Linked DNA regions of Mus musculus: regions 1 and 3 are each linked to region 2. The links are chromatin contacts, called in public Hi-C and HiChIP or PLAC-seq maps. All regions are on one chromosome and are shown on one strand. The core of a region is the stretch at or near the end of the contact, and the rest is flanking DNA. Distances in the headings are between cores, read along the strand shown. Region 1 has its middle 20 kb from the start of Taf8. Region 2 has its middle 23 kb from the start of Tfeb. Region 3 holds the start of Foxp4 (forkhead box P4).

Region 1 (2,700 bases), core at 131-2,630, 240 kb after region 2:
GAAGAAGAGGGTCTGTGTCTGGCATAGAGCGAGCGTTCAGTACTTGCTGGTCACTACCAGGCCTGGCTTTCTGGGCCTGAATATACTGCAGCTTCCTAAAACGTAGCCGGGTTCCATAGAGGCCTTAGGATGTACCGCTCCTATCCCGAGATTCTTATACACAAGCGGCTGCCCCTAGCTCTCTGGGGCATTCATTTATTCAAACCACTGTTCAGGGGTCAGGGTGGCTACATAAGTGAGGATATGCCTAGAATCTGTCAAACACATAGTATCTTGGAGGGTCTTGGGGGCCTCAAGGAGTCAGTTGAGTACAGAGGTTTGGGAGCGTGCCAGCAAGAAGCAGGTGACCCTTCTGCGTGTGTTCCCATTGAGCCAACTTCCTGCCAGCAGCTAAGACTCCCGATGTATCTCAAAGCTAACACCACCCTGCAGGCCCCTGCATCTGACCCTTGGACAACCAGGCTAGAAGCCACATCCAGGCTCAGGAACACAGAAGTCATCAAACCTTCTTCAGGACAATGAAGACACTTCCTGATGTGGCCCAGGGCCTTCCTGAAACCCTGCATTCTTCGGACTGGGACTGCTTATGGGGGTATCTTGAAGAAGGGGTGCTAATTGCTACTCATGGTGGCCCCAGGAGCCGGCCTAGCCCTGGGGGATGGGCAAGTAGTGGCTCCTTGTAGCTCTTAGACCCCAGGCTAGCGTGTGTCGAAATAAGGTCACTAGTAAGAAGTCTCAGGAGTTATGGAGTCTCTCAGATCCCTGGGACCAGGATACCTTCAGGCACTATACTGAGGAATAAACTCCCATAAGCCAGTCAAAGCGGCCCCTCGTAAAAGTCACTGTCAATCCTTTCTGTACTGAGTGCCTGGGGAGGCAGAGAGCAGAAGTCTCCAGCCCAGTGAATACTCCTCTCACCACTAGACCCCAGCTCCTGCCTCAGCCTCCCCAGCCTGGCTATCAGAGCTTAGCCCCACTCTATTTCCCAGGCCTTCCTAGATTACCCAGGGGAGAGTCTGAGGGTGGCCCAGCCTGGCAGATGGGGGCTGGCCCTGGAAGAGGCCTCTCTTTTCCACCTCCGGCCACCTGTCTCGAGTCCTCAGTCCTTCCAGACAGCTGGAGAAAGGCCCCCGAGAGCCTCTGCCTAAAGAGGGGGCTGATGTGGGAACACAGCTCACAAGGAGCTAAGCCAAGGCTGAGGGGAGGCCCTCAGAGCCGACGGGGATGCCGAGTGTGCTCGGGTGGGGGCGGGGCGGGCTGGGGGAGAAGTAGGGATTGGGGTGGGATCACAGAACGGAATGCAAAGCTTGTTCTCCCCGGGGCACAGCTGTTTATTTTGATCCCCTTGTCAGCTGCTGCCTGTTCCTTATCTCAGGGCTCAACGGAGACTCCACCCCCTCCTCTGTTGCTGAGCTGGAGAGGCAGACTCTGCGGGATGCTGCCCAGCTTCCTGCTCCCACCGCAGTCTTCCCCCGGCCCTCCACCCTTGCAGCCCCAGGCTGCTCAAAAGGACTAGAGGAAGCTGGCTTTCTTCAGACCTACTCTGTGCCCTTTTGAGGGTAACTACCCCCCCTTATCTAACTCCGCCCACCCCAATTGTCATGACGGCCTGAGCTGGGCACCCCCGAAGTGCCAGGCAGGACACTTTTAAAATTTTGTTTAATTGGTATAACGGGACTTGAAGAGAGGACAGAGAGTTGCAAGCTGGGGTCCACACCAGGCTCTGGGCCTTACTGAGCCCTCCACTGCCAGCTTTACTCTTAGCTCCTACAGCTTCCAATGAGGTACCACAAACTAGCGACACTTTTCCCATAAGCTCATGGAACACTCCTAGTACATGTTCTATTCTTCCTGTTATTATAGAACTGGACCTTTTTTTGGGGGGGGAGGGGGGTTTCAAGACAGGGTTTCTCTGTGTAGCCCTGGCTGTCCTGGAACTCACTTTGTAAACCAGGCTGGCCTCGAACTCAGAAATCCGCCTGCCTCTGCCTCCCAAGTGCTGGGATTAAAGGCGTGCGCCACCACCACCCAGCTTTTTATTTTTATTTTTATTGAGACAGAGTCTCACGTAGCCTGGGCTGCCCTCCTAATAGGTACCCCGAGGAGGACCTTGAACCCCTGATCCTCTGTCTCTACAAATCCTGGGATTATGTAGCACTGGGGGTCAAGCCACACACAGCTGCAGCTGAAATGTTCTTAAAAAAAAGAAAAGGCAAAGCCGGGCGTGGTGGTGCACGCCTTTAATCCCAGCACTTGGGAGACACGCCTTTAATCCCATTTGTGGTTTACTTCCCTTAATTGATTATGCGTCTTAATGTATGGAGAGTATATCTAAACTGTATGTATGAGAAACCCTCACAGCTCCGCTTGGCCTTAAACTGGCGATGTCGTTGAGGCAGGCTTTGAACCTCCACCCCCCGAATTCTAGGATTACTGTAGTTTATGGAACTGAACACAGGGCTTCCTGCACGCTTACAGAAGCACTCTACCAACTTAGTGACATTCCTAGGTCCCATTCTCTCTCCCTCTCTCTTTTGGCCTGGAACTCACAGAGATCCTCCTGTCTCTGCCTTCCAAGTACTGGGATTAAAGGCATATGCCACCATGTCCGACTCCCACCCTCTCATTTCCCTTCCTCCCTCATCTGGGGATTAAATCCAGGCCCTCAGCCTGTTAGGCAAGGGCTCTCTACCACGGAGC
Region 2 (3,059 bases), core at 239-2,738:
AGAAGAAGATGTTGAGAAGCTGAGGCACTGAGAAGTCTCTGTCCAATGTTTGAATTTTTTTTTTATTTCATGAGTGTGTCTTTTCCATGCATGCATGCATGAATGTATGTATGTATGTGTACCACGTGCATGCCCAGAGCCTGCAGGGATCAGAAGAGAGTGTTGGGTCCCCTAGAACTGGAAAGACAGATAGCTGCGAGCCACCATGTGTCGGGAATCAAACCTGGGTCCTCTGTAAGAGCAACATGTGTTCAGAACAGCTGACCCGAACTTCTAGTCCCCTGCCCCGGTTTCTGATTAGTGTGTGAGCTTTCCAAGGCCTTTCCTGGTGCTTCTCTTCCTCGGCACCACCCACAATCCTTCCAGTACCCAATGCTACCCTCTGGGTCACGCCTGCCATGCTCATGCATTGAGAGCTTGTTTTATCCACTGCTGTGTCATGAGGGGAGGACACAATGGCAGGGTGTTGGGAAAGGTATAAACGGAGCAGTACGTCCGAGCAGCACGGGGGGAGACTCCGGGACAGACACCACCCTGGGCGTCTCCTTCTAGTTCCTACCATCTCCACCTGTCCCCATGCGCCAATCCTGGCATCTCAGTCTCACAGGCACCTTTAAGGAATTCCCTGTCCCTTTGCTGAGGTACTGAAGGAAGATGCCGGGCCTCATGCCCAGGATGGGCAAGGCAGCTAGGAAGATGGGCCTGGGGACTGGGGCTCCTGGACTAGGTACAACTAAGGAGGTGAAAACAGGGACCCCACAGGGGACATGTCTGGGGACTCTCCCTTTGGCCTTCAGCTTGAGTGTAAGGCAGGGTGGGACCCTTCTTGCTGGGAGCCAGGTGGCTCATGGCAGGTTCCTTTGCTACAGAGGCCCCCTTCAGGCTAGAAACCTGAGGAGCTACAGAGACTCAAGCCAAACTCTCAGAATAGAAGCATCCAGAGGCAGGATGTCCTGTTTGCCAGTGGAACTAGGCCTGGGAAGGGGGCTCAGGCCCAGCCTATAGAGCTCGAGAGAGAGATTCTAAGCCCAGTCTTGGCCACAGCTCACCTCTGTACAACTTTCCCTTATTGGTAGGGTATATACAATACAGCTGGCATAGGGAAACTGAGGCAGAGCCTGCTTTCTAGCCTTGGAGGCTTGCTGCCCCCACCAACCATACCACCCTTGATTACTATTCCCTTTGCTTTACAGAGCACATGGGGGCTCTATGTCCTCACGTATCTGGTTCCCTTCAGATCCCAGACGAAGCTGTTTCTCGGGAAGAAGTTTGCCTTGCTTTTTCCAAGCTTGGCTGTGAAGAGCTGGGGGGTCCAGCCTGAACTCGGGGACCAGCAGTCAAGCAACTCCGCACCCCTGGCCCCACCACAGAAGTCTCTCCTAATCACCAGCGCCCCTGCCCCCTCACCAGAGCTTGAGGGCTCAGGCCCTTGTGGGAGCCAGTGCTGGTGTTGATAGTGCTGGTGCCAGGCCCATGACGCAGGCCTGAGGCCCAGGCACACAATGGGGCTGTGTGTACACCCAGCATCACCCTGGAGCAAAGCTAGGCAGGCCAGCATCTGGGCTCCGGCCAAGAATTCATTTCCCCGAAGAGAGCCTCCCACCCCTCCTGGGCAGCAGGCTGGAGAAAAGGCTACAGGGATAGGCAAGTACTCCCTAGCCTTGGTCCAGGGAGGAGAAGGCAAACAGGCCACTAGGAAGAGGGACTCCTGAATCTCCGCTAGTTGCCTGCTCTCTTGTGAGGGATTTTGCATGACAGAGACAGTGTATCCTGGGATTGTAGTCCCAGTGACGGAGAGGGCAGAGGGACAAGAGAGTGGCCTGGCCCCACATGTGGGACTTTTCTGCTCCCTCCACAGCCTGCCCAGTGTGGGCTTCACTTGCACAGGTTTTTTGAGGCACCCCGGACCTCTGGCCATATAGCCTGTACTGGGCATCCTCCCTGGGGGAATGAGTCACCAGCTGGCTGTAGCCAGCATGCCAAGCAGGCCGTGGGCAGGTTCAGCTGCCTGCTCCTCTCCCTGGCAGGTCTCAAGGCAGAAAATCACTCAGACGGTATCAGGTGTTGACCACAGTGTCCCAGACTGGACTTCGTCCGGCCACTTCCTCTGGGGCAGGGATCGCCAGTGCCTGCACTCTGGGCCTCCATGCCTCCTTTGGCTGCAGGCTGAAGCTCCACAGATAGGGGCATTAAACTGCAGGAAAAGGCAGCCATGTCCCCCAGGAACAAGCAGGGTTCGAGCAGGGAGTGAGAGTGAAGCTCCCGTGGGCATGGGGAAGGGAGGAAGCCAACGTGGTACCTCAGGCTTCGGCCCTTTGCTGAGATCACTTTCCGTTCTCCTGAGCTGGGAAGGCACCTGGTGACAGGAGCTTGCTGCCCTTGCTCCCTCTGAGGCTCCACAACAGATTACACAAATGTGCAGCCCACACTCCCCAAAGGTCACAAATAAAAGTCACAGTGACAACCTTTGCCCCTGAGACACAGATAGATGACAGGTCGCTCATTTTCCGAAGGGCAAAGGCCTCCATTTTCCTAGCCAAGCAAGAGTAGTCACGGGCATCCTGTCAGCCTCACACAGTAGAACATGCATAATCCATGTGTGTGTGAGTGGATGTGTGTGGATGGATGTGTGTGTATATAGGTATGTGTGTATATAGGTGTGTGTGTGTGTGTGTATGTGTGTATATGGATCTGTGTGTGTGTGTGTATAGGTGTGTGTGTGTGTGTGTGTTCAGATGTATAGAGGTGTATGTATGGATAGATGTGTATGTGTGCATTTGTGTGGATGTATGTGTACAGATGTGTGTGTGGATGTGTACATGTGTATATATGTGTATATAGGTGTGCATGTGTTTGTGTGTGAGTGTGTACATAGGTGCATATTTGTATGTGGATGTGTCTATGTGTGTGTGTTTGTGTGTAGAATTGTGTTTGTGTGTGTGTAGAACTGTGTATTTGTGTGTGTGTAGGGCTGTGTGTGTTTGTATGCAGATGTGTGTGTTTGTGTGTGTAGGGGTATGTGTGTTTGTGTATATAGGGGATATGTGTTTGTATGTAAG
Region 3 (3,051 bases), core at 88-2,587, 160 kb before region 2:
TTGTAACTACCACCTTTCAGCTCCTGGCCCACGGAAAAGGGGCAGAATAGGTGAGCAGAAATTGCTTAAGCTGTTATCTCAGAAACCCGTTTTTGTTGTTGTTGTTGTGTTTTTTTTTTTTTTAAGAGTTTTCTCCAAAATATGTTATCCCCAGGAAACCAGGCCCAGTCCTTACCCAGTTCATCCTCCATGGGGTCTGCCTGCCCTTGGTCACCTGCCTCAAGGTAACCCGAAGCCAACAGGGTCTCCCAGAGTCACTGCCTTCCTGTGCTCAACCCATAACTTCTCTGGGCAGGGTGGGCCAAACACGGAGGGTCCCTGAGGCGTGCCCCTCACCTCTTCACACACCCGAAAGGGAAGATGTTTGGGTAGAGAGTGGGAGGATTTTTTTTCTCTCTCTCTCAGTTCTCCACCAGTCTGAGCCTGGCTCCTGCTACCCAATTTAGTCCTCCCCCTCGGAACCTGGGCCTTTCCGTGCCCGGACTTCCCCCTCCCAACCCAAACACACACCAGCGTCCCCAACCCCACCCCCACCCCCATCCTCACGGTCCCCCTGGGCACAAGCGGTATTCAGGGACGCCAAGTTTTGTTTACAATCTAATTTGTTCAGATAATTGCCTCGACTTTGCTCTGTGCTTGGCCCGCGTGGATCCAGCCTGAAGCCCTTTCTCCATCGGTTCTCACAGCACTTTATAGGAAATTCCCCTTTGCAGACCGAGGCGGCAGCGCGTGCGCGCCGGGATGGGAGAAAAGACTGTTCACAAAGCCCAGAAAGAGCCTCCCCAGCCCCAGCCCCCACACAGTGGGGAGTCAGAGGGAGGCGCGGCAGGGCCCGCGCTGGACGTCGGCTTCGGACTGGGGGGGGGGGGGTCCTGACCACTCCCCGCGCCAGGCGCAGCCCGCCCGAAACCAGTGAACCGTGTGCCAGCAGGACTTGGCCGTACCTCCAGGTTCCAGGAAAAGGCCAGAGTTAATAAAGCCTCCCATCGGATGGGTCCCCAGTCCACTGTGAAACTCTACGGCCTATCGACTTTGGCAGATCGGTAGCCCCACGTCCCCATTTTTTCCTTCCCCAAAGTTTGGTCCACGTGGTCCTCTTCGGCTTGCCGCTGGCCGCCTCTCAGGGGGAAAAGTGGCTGCACCTGCTTTAGGCGAATTATGGTAGCACTAGAAGTTAGTCTCCCCTCCCTCCGCCGCTCGCTCGTTCGCTCCCTCCTCCCTGTCGCTCGGCGCGCTCCCTCCTTCCCTCCACCCCTCCGGTCCCCCCGCCCGGTGTGCCCCGCCCGCGCGCCGATCGCTCGCAGCCACTCGCAGCCGGGGCTCAGTCGCAGCCCCTCGGAGTCCGGAGCCGGTCGCCCCTACGGACCGGACAGTGCCACCAGCTGCCGGGACGGAGCCCCCCAACACGCGATCAGGGCGCGGCGCAGGCGGCCGCGGCGCGGCGGGGAGGAGCCCGGGCCGGAACCAGGGCTGGGCCGGGGGCGGGGACGCCGGGGTCCCGGAGCCCCGGAGCCGGAGCGAGCTCAGGAGCGTCGCCGGAGCCCGGGGAAGGACGATCGGAAGCTGGAGAGAGCCAAGCCATCCTCCAAAGTGCGATGCCCCCAAGGGGCTAAGGCGCGCGGCGATCGGCGCTAGAAAGATCGCTTCGGAGCGCAGGGGCAGCCCCGGCGAGTGGCGGCGGGCCCGGGCTGCGACCCGAGCGAGCCCCATGCCCCGTGCGGGCTGACGGGCCGGAGCCCGCACTGAGCGGCCGGGCCGGACAGGTAGGTGGCCGATTCAGGGACCCCAGGGATCCGGGTGGGGGCTGGGCCGGGGACTCGTCCAACTCCCTAGCTCGCTCACTCTCTCGCCTGCTCCCCGGCTCACTTTGTGTTTGCAAACTGCCCGCCCGAGGCGCGTCGGCCGCCGGAGGAGCCCGGCCCCGGGCCGGAGCACTTTGTTCCAGCTGGGCCGGCCGCGGAGCACTGACCCTGGTGAGTTGAGAGACCCTGCCCCCGGCCCGGGCCCCCAGCCGATCGGAGCTGTCTGGGGAACAGGTGGGGGCTGAGGCGCGGGGCTGGGGGGCAGCGGGAAGCTGGCCGGGGCGGAGGGGGGGCGGCTTGGAGAAGCCACTGAGGCCCGCCCTGCCCCAAGAATCTGGGCTCCGCCCCCTCCTGGCCTCGCTGCTGGGAATGGGGTGTTAGGGGGCGCGACCCCCCCTCCCGGAGTGAGACAAAGAATACTTCCCGGCCCGGACTTTCCTGAGCCGGGAAGGGAAGTGGTGAACTGGGATCCCCCCAAGTCCAGTCTGCACGGGACTCCCCAGGACAAACAGAAAGACTTGAGTCTGTGTGTGTGTGTTGGTGTGTGTGTTGGGGGGGGCAACAATCTCAAACACCTCATCGCCTTGGTTTGTGGAGGTCACACTTCGAAAGTGCTGAGACTAGTCAACCTCCCCCCCCACTCCCGCATCTCTTAATCAGATCTGAGATAAAGCGGAAAACTTCTTGGGGACTTGAGAGAGACTGGTAATGGCCCCTGTGATTTATTTATTTATTTATTTATTTATTTATTTACGTGCGCCGGAGCTGATCGGTGGGGAACTAATCTAGTGGATACCCTCCTCATTCGGACAGAGCTCCTGCGGGGTAGTGTGAGGTTTGAGAGTGAGGGAATAAGGTAACGGAGAGTGGGCCCAAGGCCACCAGAGATGAAGCTGCCGGAGTGAGCAGTGGAGTCCATTCCCCCAGACTGAAGACTCTGGTGACTCGTGAGACAGTCTCCCCAGCGTCCCTCTGGCCCGCGGCCATCCTCCGCGGCGCTCAAATCTTGCACTTTGCTTCTCCGTAAAACTTGTACTTCTTGAGCTTCACTGGAGGAGAACCTGGTGGCACCCGGTGGTGAGGTGTCCTGGGAGACCCGGGGCCGTGGCCACCTGTGTGAAGGAACGTGTGATTTCGTGGGACGCGGATTCTGAGGCAAAGGCTCTAACCATCACAGATTGACCTCCTCCCACCCCCCACCCCCCACCACCCCACCCCGAAACTGAAGCGACCTCGTGAACACTCTGCT

Evidence for each region. Hi-C and Micro-C count contacts between places; a contact is called where the count stands out from the background. HiChIP or PLAC-seq counts read pairs in DNA pulled down with a chosen protein or histone mark.
Region 1: a contact with region 2 is called in a Hi-C map of the 63-12 cell line, with 2.4 times the contacts expected there. The contact joins two enhancer-like sites. A contact is called at or near these places in 5 of 484 Hi-C or Micro-C datasets (the 63-12 cell line, the G1E-ER4 cell line and cardiomyocytes), 2 of 115 datasets of contacts at active chromatin or transcription factors (effector CD8 T cells and embryonic stem cells) and 1 of 9 other capture datasets (pancreatic islet).
Region 3: an HNF4G HiChIP or PLAC-seq map of pancreatic cancer cells shows a contact between it and region 2. The contact joins the promoter of Foxp4 here to the enhancer-like site in region 2. A contact is called at or near these places in 6 of 39 promoter capture datasets (the 3T3-L1 cell line, the C10 cell line, embryonic stem cells and 2 more), 1 of 484 Hi-C or Micro-C datasets (B cells), 6 of 115 datasets of contacts at active chromatin or transcription factors (bone marrow-derived dendritic cells, embryonic stem cells, fetal liver and 2 more) and 4 of 9 other capture datasets (adipose tissue, embryonic stem cells, liver and 1 more).

The regions. Positions count from the first base shown.
Region 1 is chr17:47,520,466-47,523,165 of GRCm38.p6, reverse strand. It overlaps a transcript of Ccnd3 not described here. Among named protein-coding and RNA genes, the nearest start is that of Taf8, 20 kb to the right of the region's middle. RefSeq lists an enhancer at 1-2,381. Within about 2 kb of position 1,380, at least 283 of the 459 cell types and tissues checked have an H3K27ac peak or open chromatin away from gene starts, as enhancers often do. A contact at or near this core is called in the 63-12 cell line and cardiomyocytes, where this site is marked.
Region 2 is chr17:47,761,615-47,764,673 of GRCm38.p6, reverse strand. It overlaps a transcript of Tfeb not described here. Among named protein-coding and RNA genes, the nearest start is that of Tfeb, 23 kb to the left of the region's middle. Within about 2 kb of position 1,488, at least 163 of the 459 cell types and tissues checked have an H3K27ac peak or open chromatin away from gene starts, as enhancers often do. A contact at or near this core is called in the 63-12 cell line, adipose tissue, cardiomyocytes and 2 more, where this site is marked.
Region 3 is chr17:47,922,918-47,925,968 of GRCm38.p6, reverse strand. It overlaps Foxp4 (forkhead box P4), which reads left to right and starts at 1,337. Exons shown (of 17, transcript NM_001110825.1): 1 at 1,337-1,763. Gm46601 (a long non-coding RNA gene) reads left to right here. Exons shown (of 3, transcript XR_003952247.1): 2 at 1-50; 3 at 155-495.